2 separate regions of the Anas platyrhynchos genome follow, and region 1 is linked to region 2. The links are chromatin contacts, called in public Hi-C maps. All regions are on one chromosome and are shown on one strand. Each heading gives the region's core, a stretch centred on a gene start, on an enhancer-like site or on the middle of the called end of the contact. The rest is flanking DNA. Distances are from core to core; before and after follow the strand shown.

What was found. Hi-C and Micro-C count contacts between places; a contact is called where the count stands out from the background.
Region 1: a contact with region 2 is called in a Hi-C map of small yellow follicle, with 2.3 times the contacts expected there. The contact joins two enhancer-like sites. A contact is called at or near these places in 2 of 8 Hi-C or Micro-C datasets (skeletal muscle and small yellow follicle).

The regions. Positions count from the first base shown.
Region 1 is chr3:23,045,408-23,049,415 of IASCAAS_PekinDuck_T2T, forward strand. No RefSeq gene overlaps it. Among named protein-coding and RNA genes, the nearest start is that of TGFB2, 98 kb to the left of the region's middle. Within about 2 kb of position 2,219, at least 1 of the 8 cell types and tissues checked has an H3K27ac peak or open chromatin away from gene starts, as enhancers often do.
Region 2 is chr3:22,938,952-22,943,022 of IASCAAS_PekinDuck_T2T, forward strand. No RefSeq gene overlaps it. Among named protein-coding and RNA genes, the nearest start is that of TGFB2, 8.6 kb to the right of the region's middle. Within about 2 kb of position 1,555, at least 3 of the 8 cell types and tissues checked have an H3K27ac peak or open chromatin away from gene starts, as enhancers often do.

The DNA.
Region 1 (4,008 bases), core at 969-3,468, 110 kb after region 2:
TTTTTTAATTTGGAAATTTTTAAAGTAACCCCCTGTTATATATTTAAGTATATGTCTTTTAATCTTTAGAGGCAAATTTAGATAAACATTAGAAAGAGGTAATATTCACATTTTTAAAAGTTATTTTAAATTGTTATTTATCAGTGAAATTTTGAATTGTGGTGTGCTTTAAGTGTGTGCATATGCAAAAAGAATAGTCATAAAATAACATTTTAAAATACAAAAAAACTGAACAGCTGGTACTTTCCAACAGTGTTTCTGTTACTTTTTATAAGATATACATGGAGGAGAAATAACTGGTGTGGTAACCAAGTGGTTAAGAAAGCAGATCCAGTAAATAAACTGTGTTTTGGAGTGTTTGCATGTAGCTGGAGACCAGGGAGCATAGGAGGGAGGTTCTCGGCATAGAGGCTGCTTGAACTTTGTTGAAGAGAAAAGCTTTGAGGGTATCCTGTGCCACAGAAAGAAATGTGTGTCAGAGCTGTATGTGTCTGTGTATTTATGTGGTGTGTGTGGGTGAGAGAGAGGGTCCTGGAAGCAGAGACTAAATGAGGGATGTGGTCCTGGAAAGAGAAATCTAGAGAAAGGCCAAAGAGCATTGCTGAGCTGGATCCAGCCCTGGGACATCATTCCAGCCAAGGAAGCTGTGAGTTAGATTTTTTTTTTTTTTTTACATGTACATTTTTATTACATTCTGAGTAATTTCCCACAACATTCCACATTTTTAAAACCTTTTCAGAAGGGGAAAGGGAGGGAGGCTTGAGGCTTGAGAAACATCAGAACTTTTTTTTTTTTTTTTTTTTTTTGAGAAATTCCAGATCTCTTAAGAGCATAAAGGTTCCTTACCCATACTGAAAAAGCTTTGATGACATAACCAAATAGACTATGAAGGAGCAGCAGCTGCTCAGAGAGAAGTAAACCATAGGGGGCAGATCCTCAGTGGGCAACCACTGGTGAAATCATAGGCAGTGACTGATTGTCCATGGTGGTGAATAAAGGATACGAATCCTCTTTCTTCTGCAGGGCATTTTGTCTGCGCTGCTCCAGGGTGAGACGAGAGGGGGTGCAGAGCACGTGCCTCACTTCTGGGGAGCCTGGGGCCAGCTGAATCTCTGGCACCTCACAGCGAGAAAGTGGTGGAGGCAAGAATAAGGCACATCCTCCTGTTCTGAGTGCAGGGCCAGCATACAGATTTGGGTGAACCCTTGCAAACTCCTCCATCATGCCCAAGTAGGCAAGGTAAAGTTGTTTGCAAAGCTCACATAAGCAATGGCCTCTTCTGCATTAAGTTGTGGTCATTTTTGTCACCTCTGATGGCTGCTGTTTTTATTTGTCATTGCTATGGCTTGTTTTTAAGTTTTTTCTTACTGTTTTCACTTCTCAGAAGAGCTGGGAAATGGTTACAGCCTGGGGGTGATGATGGCAAAACTCACTAAATAATTTCTGAGTACTGTGGGAGATACATCCTCCCATCATAACATTTTTATGGCAAGTTTAATGTTCAGCTCATCTGGAATAAGCTGTGAGAGCCACACTACAGGAAGCTGTCAGAGTTACTGACGATTTTTTATTCTCTTTGGAGAAGACGAAAACACAGGCTTCTGTCCTCTGTGGATTCTGTGATTTGTGAAGCACTGAAAGAGATCGGATTTCTGCAGAAAAGGAATATCCAATGGGTAACTATTTGTGCCAATTCCAGTTCAAACATAAGCCTTTCTTATACAAATAGTTCATGGCAGAGCAAGAGGTATTAAGAGGGATGTGAGCTGTAACCAGAGCAGAGGGAATGCTAATATTTTGTCCGGACTGGGGTTTGGGAGGTGGGTTTATTACTGTTTAGAATAAGAATCGAGAAATTCTGGAACAGCACTGTGCTTTATTTTTGTTCTGTTGTGAAATTCCATCCTTACAGCACAGCTCTGTCTTTCTGCCCATGCAGGAAAACCATTTTCTTTTCCAAATGGGCTAGACTGTGCGTTTTATATGCTACCCCACGTTGTGGGCACTGCAAAACTGTACCAATCCGGGAAGCGGCCGTGCAAAGCTACACCGCCCCACCCTTCGGAAACAAACTGCTGGTGGGGGGAAGGTGGAGAGGAATTTACTACTTCTTTTTAAGTGGTGCAGCCACTCTCTTCTGCCACACGGAGCACAGGAGGGGGTGGAGACATGCTTCTACACCCCCTCCAGCCCCCCCTTCCCCGCCTCCTCTCCAAAGAGTTGCTCCTGTGTTCCCTTGAGCAAAGAGGCTGTGATTCTTGGCAGACTTCATGTCAGCTACACAGGTCAGGGGGAAGTCATTACTTCCTCCTCCCACACTGCTCAGTCATGTTAGGTTAGGACAAGACTTTGCAAGACATTTCCCAATATTTGCAATATAGCTTATTATATATCTTTTCCCATAAAGTAAAGAAGGAAACGGAAATGGGCCATAAACCTTAAAATTCTGGAAAATGAGGCTGCTTGGTTGATAGGTAACGATGTATCAAAGTACATTACATAGGGAAATTGAATAATTTGTGGTTATGGCTCTGATCTGAGGATGGGGAACTCAAATTCTGTTGTTGACCATACCCCAGACTCCTTCTCATTTAGGCTGCAAAGATGCTCTCTTTCTTTGCTGTTGTGATTGCCCTTACATTTCAACAACTTCCTTGCACTTAGCTTCCTTTGTTGGTAAATCTGAAAACCTTCAACAAAAGAAGAGTCTTTCTTTCCCCACCTGGTAAGGACAAGTGGGAGAAGGCTTTTCTGTTGCAGCAAAGTATTTTCTGCCTTTGCTGTAAAGCACTCTGAGACAGCGAATAAAAGACAAAGTAGAACATAAGCCCTCACCATTGCTGTAAGGCTTCATTTATCAAATGCGGATAGCAGTAAGTAGTAGCACAAAAGTGATAGGGCTAACATTGGGATCTAAGCTATCATGTCGGGAAAAGGAGAAAGAAAAAGAGAAAAGTAGGCAGGCTACTAGAAACATTATTGAGCCTTCTATCCCAACCCTGTTTCTCTTAGATAATTATGTTCCCGGTTATTATTGTAGAATTCTGTATTTTATCTGTCTTTCACTTTCACTTGTCTTCCACTACTCACTGGGCATGGAGTAATGCCATCCCCATAAGGATGGCCACCCAAAAGAAAAGCACACTGCACTCAGCTAGGGCAACATGGGCTGTCTTCTGTGGAAAGGGAACTTCATTGGCATCATGATCACTGGTGACTCTTTCACCTTAACAATATAGACACTATCTTATCAGTCAATAAACATTTATAAGCTTAGGAATTTCACTACTTATCTGCTCTAGCCTTAGCAAGTATTGAAAGCTAAACAGACTTTATTGTATGCTAGCCTAAATTTCCCTCTCCAAGATTTTTTTCCCCTCATCCTACACTGCCACATTACAGGAAAATTTGGGGTTCTGACATGGCAGCAGAGAGCAGACAGTTAAATAACCATCTGGCTGCGGAGCATCACAAGTGGCAGTGCCTTCACTGAAGGAGTTAACATCAAAATCTTGCTTTCTCTCCTCTTTTTTTTTTTTTTAATTTTTTTCTTTTTTTCCCTCCCCATGAGTGAGATACTCAAAAGACAACTTACACTTAGAGCTCATTCCTATTGATACCATTGCCATACCTTTCCAAAGCCTTCCAATTATAAACATTTGCATGGGGACATTTCTGTACATCACTCACACCTTTCCATTTGGGATACTCTGTCTTTCCCAGGTTATAAAGATTGTGTGTGTTGATGTTGTTGTAAAATGCCTTGAGGAGCTGGATGCCATATCTGATGGTATGCTCTTGCAACGGCACTGCAGCAGACTGAACTAAGCTTCCAATAATAAGCAGTGACACTAACATAAATATTTGTGGTTATGCTTTCCATTTTTTCCTTATAGGAAAGAAGTTAAAATTTTGAAATACTTCAGTGATGTGATCAGTGGACAGTAGTGGGAAAGAATTTCTTCAAAACTTGAATTGTGATCAACATAAGGAAGGAAGATCTGAAAG
Region 2 (4,071 bases), core at 305-2,804:
TGCAATACAAAAATATACTACAATGAATCTTGAGTCTATAAAACAGCATAATAGTCTAATCCGACATTGCTTTCTTTCTGCAGAGTTTAGTTACTTTGTGTGGAAAAACTACATCAGCACCTTTAAATCTGGAGTAGGTCTCTAGGTTTATATCACCAGTCTCTGGCTGAGATCAAACTCTTGAAAAATAATCTAGTTTTTCTTAGAAACTACACTATCCTGAGGTGATTATGAAAACTTCAGACTACTTTCAAAATACTTCTAGAATACTCAGGTGTTTAACTGTGTGCATCTTGAGCTCCCATTCCATTTAAAGTGCATAGCAGTGCTTAAATGTTTTGCCTATAGAATCAAAGCATTTCTTGCCTTTTAAGAGGCATACTACTCAGATTTTTTGTTCAATGGGATAATTTTATAAATTTGATAGTGCGGCTTGTCCTTTCATTGTGACATATGCAGAGAAGCTCCTAGAATAACTTCAATGGGTAACTAATTCTAAAAGAGAAATAAACTAAGGAGTCCTGTGGCAGATGGAAGCAGTGCATTTTAATTTTAGGCATTTGGCACTGGTTTATTTCACAAGTTTAGTTTTAATTGACTAGCAAATCAAGAGCTAAACCTTGCTTGGCCCAGACATCTTCCAGTTTCCTCCCGTTTGTAGAATCAGCTGGCCCACCTGCCTCCCTACCAGCTTTTTCAGTAATATTCTTCCTTTTCAGCAGCTAAAAAGAACAATATTTAGCAGTTTTTCCCAGCCGTCAGAGTTCTCAGTCTATTTTGCCTGCTCCCATGAATATCTCTGCTTAAGCAAAGCTGTGCTGCTGCCCTTCATTCCAGAGAGCATGAATCATCTTAACTTTGTATATTTCTGTACCTATCTATATAAAGCCAATAAGGATGGGGTGGTTCCAGTTTTGTTAGGCTTCAGGCCAACTCCAGAGTATGTAGAGTTTAATATTGTATGGATTGCATGCAAGTAACAAGGTTTTGTTTAATAAGAGGAGGCATAGGGTCAGCTCTTCCCATGCCTGTCCTCTTCCCGTCTAGTTTCTCAGCAAGGAAAACATGATTTGGCCTATGGAAAAATGGACCATCTCCCTTCTTTTCTTCAGCCTGCTCTTAGGGAAAGACTTTGGGAGTGGTCGTAGAATATCCTTGTGTGTGATGCTACTGCATCATGTAGTCTTCCTTGCTAAAACATGGAGGGAAGAAGTCCTAGTTCTGCAGCTGCAAGGCAGATTCTCGTGGAGTTCAGAAGTTGAGCAGAACAAAAGAGCTGGAAGCTGCTGCCTGGGGTCCCTGCTGCTTCCTAGTGGAGACAGGGCTCTTTCTCTTTCCTCTTCTCTCTTTTTGTTTGGAGTCCATAAAAGTATTTTGACTATCTGATACTTCCAGAAGAAGGTGGTCTGTAATGCTGCATCTGTTCAGAGCTGGCTCAGTAGCTGTCTTCAGGGAGGAAGGCAGAAGTCATCTGGCACACCACACTGCACAACTTAAAATGACAAACTCCTCATTCTTATGAAATGAGTCCTGGCTTAGTTAATATCCACACAGAACAGTCATCAGTGTTGCTTACTTCCAGCCCCTGCAAATTGCTCAATGATTTCTTCAAGATTTGCTGAGGTAAAGAGTAAGAGGGACCAGGAGAAGGCTTTAAATATTGAAGTCTCCTAAGCTTTTATTAATAGATAGGATCCTACTGCTAAACAAAATGCTAAACATATTCTAGGACCTCAGTGACAGACACTGGAGACAGGGCAAGTTCTTGGTTAACAGATTGTTAATTTCCTTCACTGTTACGCTTAATGCAAAGGCTTTTAGTTTCTATCAGTATGTAAACCTCAATGTTTTCACCTCTGTAGATGATCTACTAGATTAGGGCTTTTCCTTAATCGTTCTTTTTTATATACACAGAGTGGCCAGTACTTAGAAAAAACACTTTTCAAATGCATCTTTTTAAATTGCTTTATTCTCTTAAGAGATGTTGAAATAAGACTTATGTTGGACTGAATGGTTTCAGCACTTGCTGAAAGATGCTTGTGTTGGTGCGATGCTTCATCCTTTGGAATGAGGGTAGCATAAGGTTGTTTGCTGTAATTTAAAAAAAAAGTTAACATATTTGAATATTGAAATTCTTGGAGTTTCCAATAGCCATTCCTGAGCCTTTTATAAACTACATTTATGAATGTAATCCTGAAAATTATGACCAAGGGCCCTTGGCTATGGAGTCACTTTGTTGCTTTTAACTTTGTTTTTCTATCCCAGTCAGGAAGAACATTCCCATTCTTGTTCAGAACAGAAACAAATGTAAGAATTGCTTGATCCATGCAAAATGGTAGTGAAAAGCTTTCTAGTTTGTAGATGTTTATGATTTACTTTGAATATTTACTGCATTGACTTTCTTGTTGTCTACAATTTATTTAAAGAGGATTTTCTTTGTTTTACAAGTAATCTGTAAATTGCACAGCTTGTTGGCACTGATGTATTGGAGTGGGAAGCTGCTGACAGAAATACAGGTAGTGATCAGTTCTGGGCTTTATTTCCACCTCTGCAGCTTCCTAACAGTGTTCTTTTGAGGCAGCCTTATATTGAGTGCCCTACATTCAGGGACAGATACTGGTGTGCATCCATTTCAGAAAGCGTGCCTAAAGTTGGGCTTCTGAATGAAAGCTCTCATTAGAGGGTTGGGTACCACAACTTACTCTTCTTTGTAATTGAGAATTCGACATACCTGCACTTACCATACATGCAGTTGCCACCTTGCAGTGCTGCTTTGGAGATCAAGGGTGATCAAAACCATGTTGTTAGCAACCTACGCAATGGTGATAAGACTTTCTAATTTATAATTCCCATGAGTTTCAAAAGAGCTTACAGTTCAAAAGTAACAGATGTCACAGCTATACATTGGTGACAAGAGTGTGTTTTTGCATACTGTTTCTTTTTTAGGTGATTGGAGTACTTGACAATACCTGCTGAAATTTTCTTGGTTATATGCTTATGAAAGAAATATATTTTTATTAAAAAAAAAACACTTCATAAAATTCTCAAGTGGGTGTTACTTCATGACAGAGAGACAACGAAGATTTTTCAGAACCTTCAGGCAAGATTATCCCTTTCAGGGCTCCTTACTCTGCCAGACAATGTATTAGACCTAAGTATAAATACACTTCCAGTAAAACAATTGAACAAACAAATCCAGTTCATGGGGATGATACATTGCTATTCATTGTGCAGATTTTGTTAGCAAAGGGACTCAGCCTTGCAAGACATTGAACGCCTTTCTGACATTGTCTCAGTGCAACCAGGTTAGGCCAAGACCACCAGTACCACTGCTGTTTTCTGTTCATTAATTTTATTTTTTTTAATTGCTGGAGCAATTATTTCAATCTTGTGTGTTATTGTCTAGAATTAAAGTAAAAGTGAAATAACTTTTATGTAAAAAAGTTAGTTTAAGTAAGAAGGGAAATGAGTTACCTCTGTGTCTTCCTGATACTGCACTTAACCAGAGACAGACCATTGTCTTTGTTTCTCATTCACTTCAGTTACTGTTGGAGCATAATGCTAGACCATCTGCCTTATGACAAATTGTTTTTTTTTTTGTTTGTTTGTTTTTGTACTACAGAACTAAGTTTTGTTTCTTGTTCCATCAATGCTTTGCATGCTGTCTCTGTATGCTGCTGTGTTAAGACAGTTGTCACAAAAAGTTGCCACCATTATTTGAGGTTAGTAATCAAGACGACCTGCCAAACTAGTGATAAATTTGTATGAAAGTAGTATCTAATTCCTTCCCTCCTTATGCATTGTGCTGTCCACATGCAGACAACTGGCGGGTGACCCACTGGATTTGGCCTCTGAAGGTCAAAGGCAGGGAGCCTGTTTGAAGCCTTGGTAGTTCAGGAAGCAATATAAGGAACCATGATGCAATGAGGAGTGGCTGTGAGGGTCACCTATGGATATGGCCTTGTGAACCAAGTGAAATGTACTGAAGTAATGTACGTACCTGCTCTGGGTGTCTTTCTGTACTCCCTTGTAAATGTCACTGACTTTATATGCTTGTTATTCATGAAGGAA